Regions from separate parts of the Mus musculus genome. Here region 1 is linked to region 2. Evidence: chromatin contacts called from public HiCAR-type data. All regions are on one chromosome and are shown on one strand. Each heading gives the region's core, a stretch centred on a gene start, on an enhancer-like site or on the middle of the called end of the contact. The rest is flanking DNA. Distances are from core to core; before and after follow the strand shown.

Region 1 (4,698 bases), core at 1,813-4,312, 430 kb before region 2:
TAAACTAATAAAGACTGTATTTTAGAAATAAACAATGCAGGCTTACTGTTTAATTTTTAAGTATGTATGTGAGAGAGAGAGAGATCTTAAGTACACTAATAAAGACTTTTAGAAATAATAATGCAGACTTACTGTTTATTATTTTTAAGTGTGTGTGATTTTGAGTAAACTAATGAGGACAGAATTTTAGAAATAATACAAGCTTATTATTTATTACTTTTAAGTGTGTGTGCACATGCATGTGTGCATGGTCACCTGTGTGGACACGTGTGCAGTGTGCATCGTATGTGTAGATGTGGATGCCCAAGGTTGATTTGCTTGTGTCCTCAATTGCTTGCCACTGTTTGCCGAGGTTCTGTGACTAGCTGGCCCTGGAGCTTGCTGATTGGACTGTTGGAGCTAGCCAGCTTGCTCAGGGTCACCAGGCCTCCCCTCAGCTCTGCGGTTGCAGGTGCTGGAAACCCAAACCCATCCTCACTTGAGCAGCATGCACCTTAGCCTCTGAGCCATCTTGCCACTGAAAAGAATACTTCTGTTATTTGCTATAGATTTTTGTTGGATGGTTAACAAGAACATTTGAGTCTTTGAAAAGGTTTTATTCATAAATCCATATCCTAATCTATGATCACACCCATCTCACCTCCAAGGAGTTAATTAAAAGTTGCACTGCAGATCAAGGGTGTGTGCGTACCCGGACTGTAAAGCTTTCTGTAAAGCTTTGCTTTGCATTTGACTTGTGGCCACTCTGGGAAAAGCTTATGCTGCTTACTGGAAATTAATAGGACACCTTAGTTTCTGCTGACATCTGCTGGTGTCTGAAAATAAACATCACAGACCCAACACCTTACAAACCTGGGAGCCAAACAACCCTCTTGTTGTGTAAAGTGGTTGTATTCGGAATTGCCACAGTGATGCAAAACAATCTAGTTTTTAGAAACTAAATGAATACATTTTGGGAGTGAGTGCCATGGGATGGAGGTCAGGGGACACCTGGGTCCCCTTCTCTTCTCCCACCCTTCCATGGATCCTGTGGGTCCAGCTCAGGACACCAGGCTCTTGCCAGATGAGCCATCTTCCACTTTTCTGGTTGGTAATGTTGCCAGAGTCTTTGTGGAATAAGCACCCCAATACCAGTGAGAGGGGGAGAGATGTTAGTTACTGCTGGGTGAGAAGCAGGCTTGCTCCTGAAAGGCCTTGGTATTGGGTCCAGCTTACATTACTCTAAAACCATGGGCAAGATTTTACAGAAGTGGAAGTAGCAGTCAGAAGCAGTCATGGTTTGCAGCCCACCCACTGTTTGAAGCGCTTCTCCAGGATGTTCTGTTTCAGGTAGCAAGTGAAGTCAGGCTTGGCAACAGTGCTTTCAGTCACTAAGTAGATTAATAAATAAACAGCTAATAGTTGGCCTTTGCCTTATACTACTTCACTAAGAGTTACTATCGTTTATATTGAGACATCTAGTCAATTATATAACACACAAAATTGAATCTGCTTCTCTGGAGAACAGTAGCTGACAGTAACCCAATTAACATCTATCCCAAATTAGTTCCCAGTAAGACCCTAGCTTAAAATGTAAGTAAAAATAAACCCTTACTAGATTTTCTTTTATACAACAATGTAGGAAGCACATATTGTGGTGACCTCTAGCCATAAAGTTATTTCGATTATGAATCATAATGTAAATATCTGAAGTGCTGGATGTGTGATAGACCCACAAGTTTGAGAACCACTGCTCTAGAAGTTTTGATCCAATCTGACTGACCCAAGTGTGGCTGTTCCAAGTTTCCTTTCTTACCACTTCAAGATTCACTTATACCTGCGCACTGTGATGCCTGCAGGAACCCCCACCCCATCCCCCAACACCTGCATCTGGGTTTATGAAGAGGAAACATTTTGACTTCATTCTCTTACATTGAGAAAGTTGCCAGGCATTAAGTCGGGGATCAGGGATTTCAGCCAAGTCCCTACATCTCACCCTCTATTTTGCATAATACGGGGAAAATGCCTTTCACTATATCAGGTCAAAAAAGAAAGATTTGATGTACATGCCCTGGCTTAAAAATCATTGCCTGCTACAATGAATGGATGGATGGATGAATGAATGAATGAATGAATGAATGAATGAAACAAAATACAATAAAATAAAGAATGGCAGCTTCTGAAAATGCCCACCAGGTGGGGCTGGAGCGATGGCCAGCGGCTGCTCACGAACACTGGCTGTTCTTCCGGAGGACTGGGACTGTGTTTCCATCACCCACATGGTGGCTCGGCTGGCAACTGTAACTCAAGTTTTAGGGGTCCAGAAGAGAACATCAGGTCCCCAGGAACTGGGGTTACAGATAATTGTGACTTTCCACGTGGGAGCTGGAAACCCTGGCTCTCTGGAATAGCAACAAACGAGCTTAATTGATCCAGCCCTTCCGGGCTTGTTTGATTTTTACGTGAGTTTTAGGGATTGAATTCATCTCCCAGGCCCCTTTTTTATTAGCTTTATCTTGAGCACATCAGCGGTAGTTCAGTGGTGGTTTCCAGGCCCTGTGTCAGTCCTCTTTCATGTTAACACTTCCTTTCGTTCTCGAGAAGCCTTGATTCTACTCTCAGCCCATATGGCTCAGATGGGTTCCCTTTAGTGCATCTAGTGTGCATTACAAAGCCTGGCCCGGCAAGGGTATAACATCGAATACCACTTGAAGCCAGGGTGAACTTGATAAAAGTGAACACATGACTAGCCAGGCTGCTCAGAGCCAGTGAATGGTCAGTCTTCTGGCTAACTAGGATACATGCTCTTTTTCCAGAGGAATGTTCAACTTCCACGAGACTGGGCTTTGCATTGGCTAAAACTCAGTTCTAAGTCAGATGAACAGCAATGTTTTAATAGCTCAGGCTGATTAATTAGCTTCTTGGGCAATTAAAAGTATATCATTTGCTCCGGTTTGTGATTTATTAACACAGTTCTAGAAAATTACACTGAAGCGTCAACAGCTCACACGTTCTTCCCTCTGTCCTTGTCACATCTCCTTGAAATAATACAGATGGACGCAGTGGAGTACAGGATAGGCAAGGTAGGCAAGGCTGAGTGTCTGGACCCAGCTGTCTGAAGCTGAGCCTGGCACTGCTGTGTGGCACTGCTGTGTTCATTGTCTCCTTTGGCACCTTGGCCATCCAGCATTTGAATACAAGGCACAGGCCGAAGGAAAGCCAATTCTGAGCATTCCCATGGAGTTCAAGTGCAGAGTGGCCTGGTTAAACACACACCCTTTGGGGGGCATTCATATATTTTAGGAAAGGAAAACAAACAGCTATGACTTTCCACCCAAGTCTTCATTCTTACCCTAAATCTTGGTCAAATCTTCTCCGATCTTAATTTGACCTCTTTTATGCAAATGTAGCGTGACCTGGAGTCATTTACCCTGAGTGACTATAGCGCTGCAACAACACTAAGACACCTGCAGAAAAGCTATCCAATATTAGTGTTTTTCTTGGCCCTGCTTCTGAAGCACTGGGCATGTTTGAAATTGTTTGCATGCTCACGGTGATCTCTCCATAACCCTGTGCTTCACAGCCAAAGCTCAGTCCGAAGTCCAAGGAGCAGGAATATTTAATGGCTCCATCTGAATTAATGAACTTCTCAGGAAACTAATCGTGTATCATGGACTCAAGTTTGTGATGTATGATCCAAGGCCAGCAAAACTAATGGCAGCCCCAGCAGCTCACATTCCTCTTGCCTCTGTCCCTACAGCTGCTTAGGTCTGAGACATTGACAATGGCAATCCGAAGATGTGGCTCTTACCAAACCAAAGGGAACTCTGCAAAGTGCAACGTGTTATATGTCATTTCCAATACTAATCCTGCCAAAAAGTCAAATGTTCATGGTGTCTCAGAAAGCAGACCGTACTTAATATCCACGGTAGGGATGTTTATATGTTTTAGTCTTCTAGTATGTATAATGTGCTTTTACACTGCCCTCCCCATTTCAGGTTTTTGAGATTAAAGCCACAACATCAACACAGTTCTCATCCCAAAGGAAGTAAGAGATGGTTTATTCTAGAGTCAAGGATGGATGACCTTGACCCAGGGATTCGGATGTAGATTAGCCCGAAGGCCAGGTTTAAACAGGTTATGAAGCTTTTATAGGTACTGACAAAGAAAACCATAAACTGCTTTTCAAATGCATTAGCAGAAACGCCAGGTAAGTCATTTGCAGCAAAGTTGAGGAGCCTCTCCAGGCTTCAAATGAGACCCAATGACAATCTTAACCTCTGGATCAGGCTGATTGTGGTGTGGGGTCTGTTTGTACATTCCAACAGCACTTACCTAATGCAAGGTTGTTAGGTCTCACACACACAGGTAAGCAGTAGATCACTAAGGGACCAAGATAGCCCAAGACAGTTTGGCTCCGCTCCAGCAACATCCCAGCCTTTTCAACTTTCCCACCGTCTCCGACGCACTGGTCATTCAGCCTTCTAGAACATTTCATCTGAGCACAGCTCTTCAGGAACAGCCCTGTGGACTGTCTTCAGCGTGAGTTTCATAACTTCATGTATTTCTGCAGTTTCTCTTCCAAAACAACTTTGGGAAGATATCATTGTGTAGCAGTAGCTGAATAATCCGTTCTAATAATCCACTCTGCTGTGGTCGCTGATCAAATACACTCTTAACTCCCCAGCGGCAGAGGTGTGTCTTCTCGCCAGCTGCCTG
Region 2 (4,569 bases), core at 2,021-4,520:
TATAAGAAGAATAAGTATTAAAAGCCTGAGAAATTATATACTGGGGTGATGAACAAGTTTTATAAAGCAGAAAACTGATGTCTATGGTCACAAGCCTGATGTCAGGACTAGATGGCTTCTCTTGAGACCCTGCAGATGGAAGCAAAGGTCTTGGAAGGTCTGGGACAGACAGGCCAGATATCCATGTGAAGTGTAGATGGCCTTGCGAACGAGGATGCAATGAGTCCATCAGGCCTGTAGTCAGGGGTTTTGGGCTGGGCACACCAGGATGTCAGGGATTAAGTGGGAATAAGCAGGGTTGGGGATGCTGGTTGCAGGCAAGAAGCAGCTCGGCCTCTTCTCCATTTGGTCCTCTTAGGTCTATATGTGATGACAACCACCCAAAACTTTACACTTTACAGACATCCATAGAGTCACAAACAATCTGAAAAGCTGATTAGATACCCGCAGAAGCCATGGTTAACTCGTCAATGTCTTTGTCACAGTGTTCTAAAAAAAAATCCATTTCATCCTCCTGTTACTCCATTATCAACTAAAACACACACACACACACACACACACACACACACACACCAGCTACCTCAGTGATAGAAAAGTGACTAGCGTGCTTCCCAGGAAGAACTGTCTCTTTATTTTCATGAATATTTTCCACAGGCAAAGGTACTATAACACAGAGGTGCTTGGCCCAGCTTACTCAGGCAGTGGGACTATGCCTTTTCCTAGAGCTAGAAGAACTGACTCCTCCCTGGGGAGCCTGTACCTTCACCTGCTCTTCTTACCCCCGAGCTCCCCTTCTAGCACCACATAAGGACACTGAACAGCGGAGTTCCAGCCCTTGATCTGCGCCCCTCTAACCTAGTAACCACATCGCCCACACTCTAAATTACAAGCCCCCAAATTAGGAATTATCTCTAATCTGCAAGCTCTGCTTCCCACTAAGAGGATATTGTTTTTGTCTTTAATTCTGGCTGAAACTGGGTCCTTGAGTTTAGCCAGCAGAGCCTCTCACGGTAGCATCAGACTTTCTCTCCTCCTTGATTGATTGACTAATTAGTTATGTGTACTTGAGTCCAGCGGGGAGCCCAGTGACAGCTGTGATGTGAAAATGACTGGAAAGTTACAAAAATATGTAGCAGTGTTGACTAGCCGAAATGCAGTCGCGGGGACTGATTAGACACAGACTCGAGGAGTGATTTCATTTTGAAATTACCTGTCACTGCCAGGGCCTTGAGAAGAATCCCTTTGATTAGCAGGAATTAATTCAGTTCCAGTCTAATCACCTGCAAGACAACTAGTGAATATTTCCTATTTGTACTTCAGTCAGGGGATGCGGGGTGTGGTTGGAGGTTGGGACATCTGGAATCCTGGAGCCTAGAACAGCTCCCACAGAGATCAAATGAGGTTTTCAAAACTCAAACCCAATAAAGTCATTACCTACTTAAAATCCTCCGACCATTTCCTGTCTTAGCGACTAAGCAATCTACTGGCCCCATTTTGTCTTCTCTTTAGCTTCCTTCAACCCCATGACCCTTGTCTTTCTTCTCAAGCTTGGCTGATCCCATGAACCTCTCTAGTGTCCTTCCTCTCTCCCCAAGCCCACCCCCAGTTATAAAAAGGTCCTGGTACACAGTTCCTCCTTTTCTGAAATCCTCTCTCTCTCTCTCTCTCTCTCTCTCTCTCTCTCTCTCTCTCTCTCTCCTCCCTTTTGGTACCATGCATCTCCCTTCATAGTACATGTTACAGCCACTATTTTACATATTCTCTCTCTCTCTCTCTCTCTCTCTCTCTCTCTCTCTGTTAGTATAATTAGAAGATCAAATTTTATTTCCCCCAATTATATAGTTAAGTTTTCCAAGAATTGTGATGGCTTTGCTTCTTGCCAATAGTGTCTTTTTCTGCAAAAATATTTTCCTAATTCGGGGCAGGACTTCAGCTTCTAGTACATATCTAAATAAAGGAATAGATAGTTGACTGGTAAATACAGCTTCATAGAAATTTAGTAACCCCAAGACAGGCATTTCTCATACATGCTTTGGACAGAGAAAAAGTTCAAATTGACAAGAATCTTAAAAGGACAGTCAAACAAATGACCCACAACAATGCACAGACTAGTATGATTTCCAAGCAGCAGACACCTTCTTATGCACATAAAACAGTAACTAGTGATTCCTTCCTTTCAATTTCTCTACTATGATTCTTTGATGGCGTAGAAAACCTGGGACATTCATAATTCAGAAGAACCTGAAAGCTGTCTGGTGCCTTGCATGCTCAATAAAATGATCACCTTTATGCTTGACAACCTCTTCTGACTGCAATACTGTTGCGAGCAGAAGGACACATATATTAATAATGTTCAGCTGTGTCAGCCAGGGTCCCAGCAGGAAGCACTTGGCTCACTCAAAACGGATGAACTAAAATGCGTTTAGTGAAGAAGCAATTTATAGAGGTGGGAGGCGAGAATCCTGGAACTCAGGAAGCACAAGCATAGTGAGGAGCCAATGGTTAGTAATGCTCCGGAGGTGTTATCATTGTCAGGCCTTAAGAAGCAAGGGAAGGGTGGGATGCTGGAGAAGCCACATGAAATGGGCAGCAGGAGAATGGCCTGCCTCTCATGTGTTGTAGCTGTTCACACTAGCTGTGTAAGAAAGGACCCAGCCATAGTAGAGTCTCTTGCAGGAGGTGGATTCCAGGAGGAGCAAAGCCTAGAAAGCTAATCCTATCCTAGATCTCCTGGCAAACTGTCTGAGGCCAGTGGCTCAAACTTGTGGAATGCTCCCTTGAGGGTAGAGCAAAGGGAAGAAGTATTGTGAATGGATGTTGGAGGGTAGAGAACGGTTGTCAGCTTGTTCTTTACAGAGCACATACACTCTGCCACTATCTCAAGGCCACTAAGTCTTAACTTCTGCCACCCTAACAATCCCATTGGGTAAGTGCTAATATCCTCCCACCACAGAAGAAGAAAACAAAACATAGAGGGTAACTATTTTGCCCAAAGCCACACAGCTTGTTTACAGCTCATGGGACTAAAATTCAAACCCAGGCACTGTGATCCCAGAGTTCAGAGTCTTAGATGTAGGAAGAGTTCTAATAAGTTCTTTGTCAGTCTATGTTCATGTGCAAAATGAACTCCCAGTACAGAAAATACAAGGTAAGACAGACCAAAAATATTCTCTAGGCCCAGAAAAGTGATACTTTGAGAATGACTGTCTTGATTAAATCTGTGATCCTTGCTGAAGTAGGTTGATTAAAGATGGACATGAAGTTTAACTAAAGAAGGGAAACATTTGCCAGTATGTTAGCACTATCTAGACAAATATTAACCTGTAGATACCATTAAGGACTCTCAAAGACGAGACAAGAATGCATGCAGCATTTATAAGATTCATATTTATTCCTTCCTTCAGGACTTTTTATTCTCCCTAGAAACAACTGCTAATGTCTATTGTGAGTTTGGGATGAAACCAAGTGTCAAAATAAAGTAATGCCAATCATATTTGGGTTTCTTCGTCAAACAATTTACTTGTTTTAATTCTTTTTTGCTATGATAGTTAGAAAATAGAGATTTGCAAAATTGTGTACCAGCTAGGAAGCAGACAAGTAAATAAACAACTAAAACCAAATCAAACCAACCCAGAAATCTTGCAGTTGATTTGTTATCCTGGTCTTGTTTCTGTTTGTATCTGTGAATTATTTACAAAGCTGAGCTTATATCAGACATATTGTTTTAAACTTCTTTTTTTTCCTTAAAGTATATTACATGCCAGCTTCCATGGAATTTACTTTTCTTCCTCATTTTATTTATAAAGTTGTGTTTTTAATTAATAAAATAGGAAGAGACCACACTTCATTTATGAATCCCTTGGTGCTGGGCATTTAGATTGCTTTCTGTCTTTATTTTAAACAACGCACTCACAACTGAATGTTGTATGAACATTTGTAGACTTGAACATTCCTAGTGTCACTAGCCAAGTTAGAGATTTGAAATAAAAAAACCATCAATTCTTTGCCACAGTTATGTTTGAAGGATGACAGGTCTTTAAAAATTACTAAAATTGGCATAGCTTATAATACACATCGAAAAACATTAACAGGTGTCTTAACATTCATTGAAGATGTGAAAATGTTAATTTCATTATTGTTTAACTGAAGTTAGTACTGGATAGTTTTTCAAAAGACCCTATTTTAAGCACATACGCACCCTATTTTATTTATTTGTGGGTAAGTATATCAGGTGGGGTGTGCAGTGTAAGTATTATCATGGTGAGTGTGTGGAGGCTCAGAGGACAACTTTCAGGAGTCTGCGTTTTCCTTCCACCAGCTGGGTCCCAGGGATTGGACTCACCACTGTTACCCACTGAATCATCCTGCCTACACAAAAGAGTCTAGACCCATAAACAAAACTGCACAAGCATGAACTGAACAAGTCACCAATGGACACACCAAAGTGGATGGGGAAAAGCCCACAAGGTCTTAACACTGCACAACTATAGGCAACTGAGGAAAACTGGGAACAAGAGAGGTGGGCTTCCCTGTGGAGTAACACACTAACTGTTTGCCTGGTACCAAGCA

The links. HiCAR-type assays count read pairs that join an accessible place to other places.
Region 1: a HiCAR-type map of kidney shows a contact between it and region 2, with 5 times the contacts expected there. The contact joins two enhancer-like sites. A contact is called at or near these places in 8 of 39 promoter capture datasets (cranial neural crest, embryonic stem cells, hippocampal neurons and 3 more), 1 of 15 datasets of contacts at CTCF or cohesin (the NIH/3T3 cell line), 4 of 484 Hi-C or Micro-C datasets (embryonic fibroblasts, embryonic stem cells, gonadal supporting cells and 1 more), 5 of 115 datasets of contacts at active chromatin or transcription factors (embryonic stem cells and kidney) and 1 of 9 other capture datasets (embryonic stem cells).

Annotation. Positions count from the first base shown.
Region 1 is chr2:106,957,950-106,962,647 of GRCm38.p6, reverse strand. It overlaps Gm39902 (a long non-coding RNA gene), which reads right to left. Exons shown (of 2, transcript XR_866636.2): 2 at 4,014-4,698. It overlaps Arl14ep (ADP-ribosylation factor-like 14 effector protein), which reads left to right. Exons shown (of 5, transcript NM_001025102.2): 5 at 1-119. Among named protein-coding and RNA genes, the nearest start is that of Gm39902, 4.5 kb to the right of the region's middle. Within about 2 kb of position 3,062, at least 3 of the 459 cell types and tissues checked have an H3K27ac peak or open chromatin away from gene starts, as enhancers often do. A contact at or near this core is called in kidney, where this site is marked.
Region 2 is chr2:106,532,497-106,537,065 of GRCm38.p6, reverse strand. No RefSeq gene overlaps it. Among named protein-coding and RNA genes, the nearest start is that of Gm14015, 12 kb to the right of the region's middle. Within about 2 kb of position 3,270, at least 1 of the 459 cell types and tissues checked has an H3K27ac peak or open chromatin away from gene starts, as enhancers often do. A contact at or near this core is called in kidney, where this site is marked.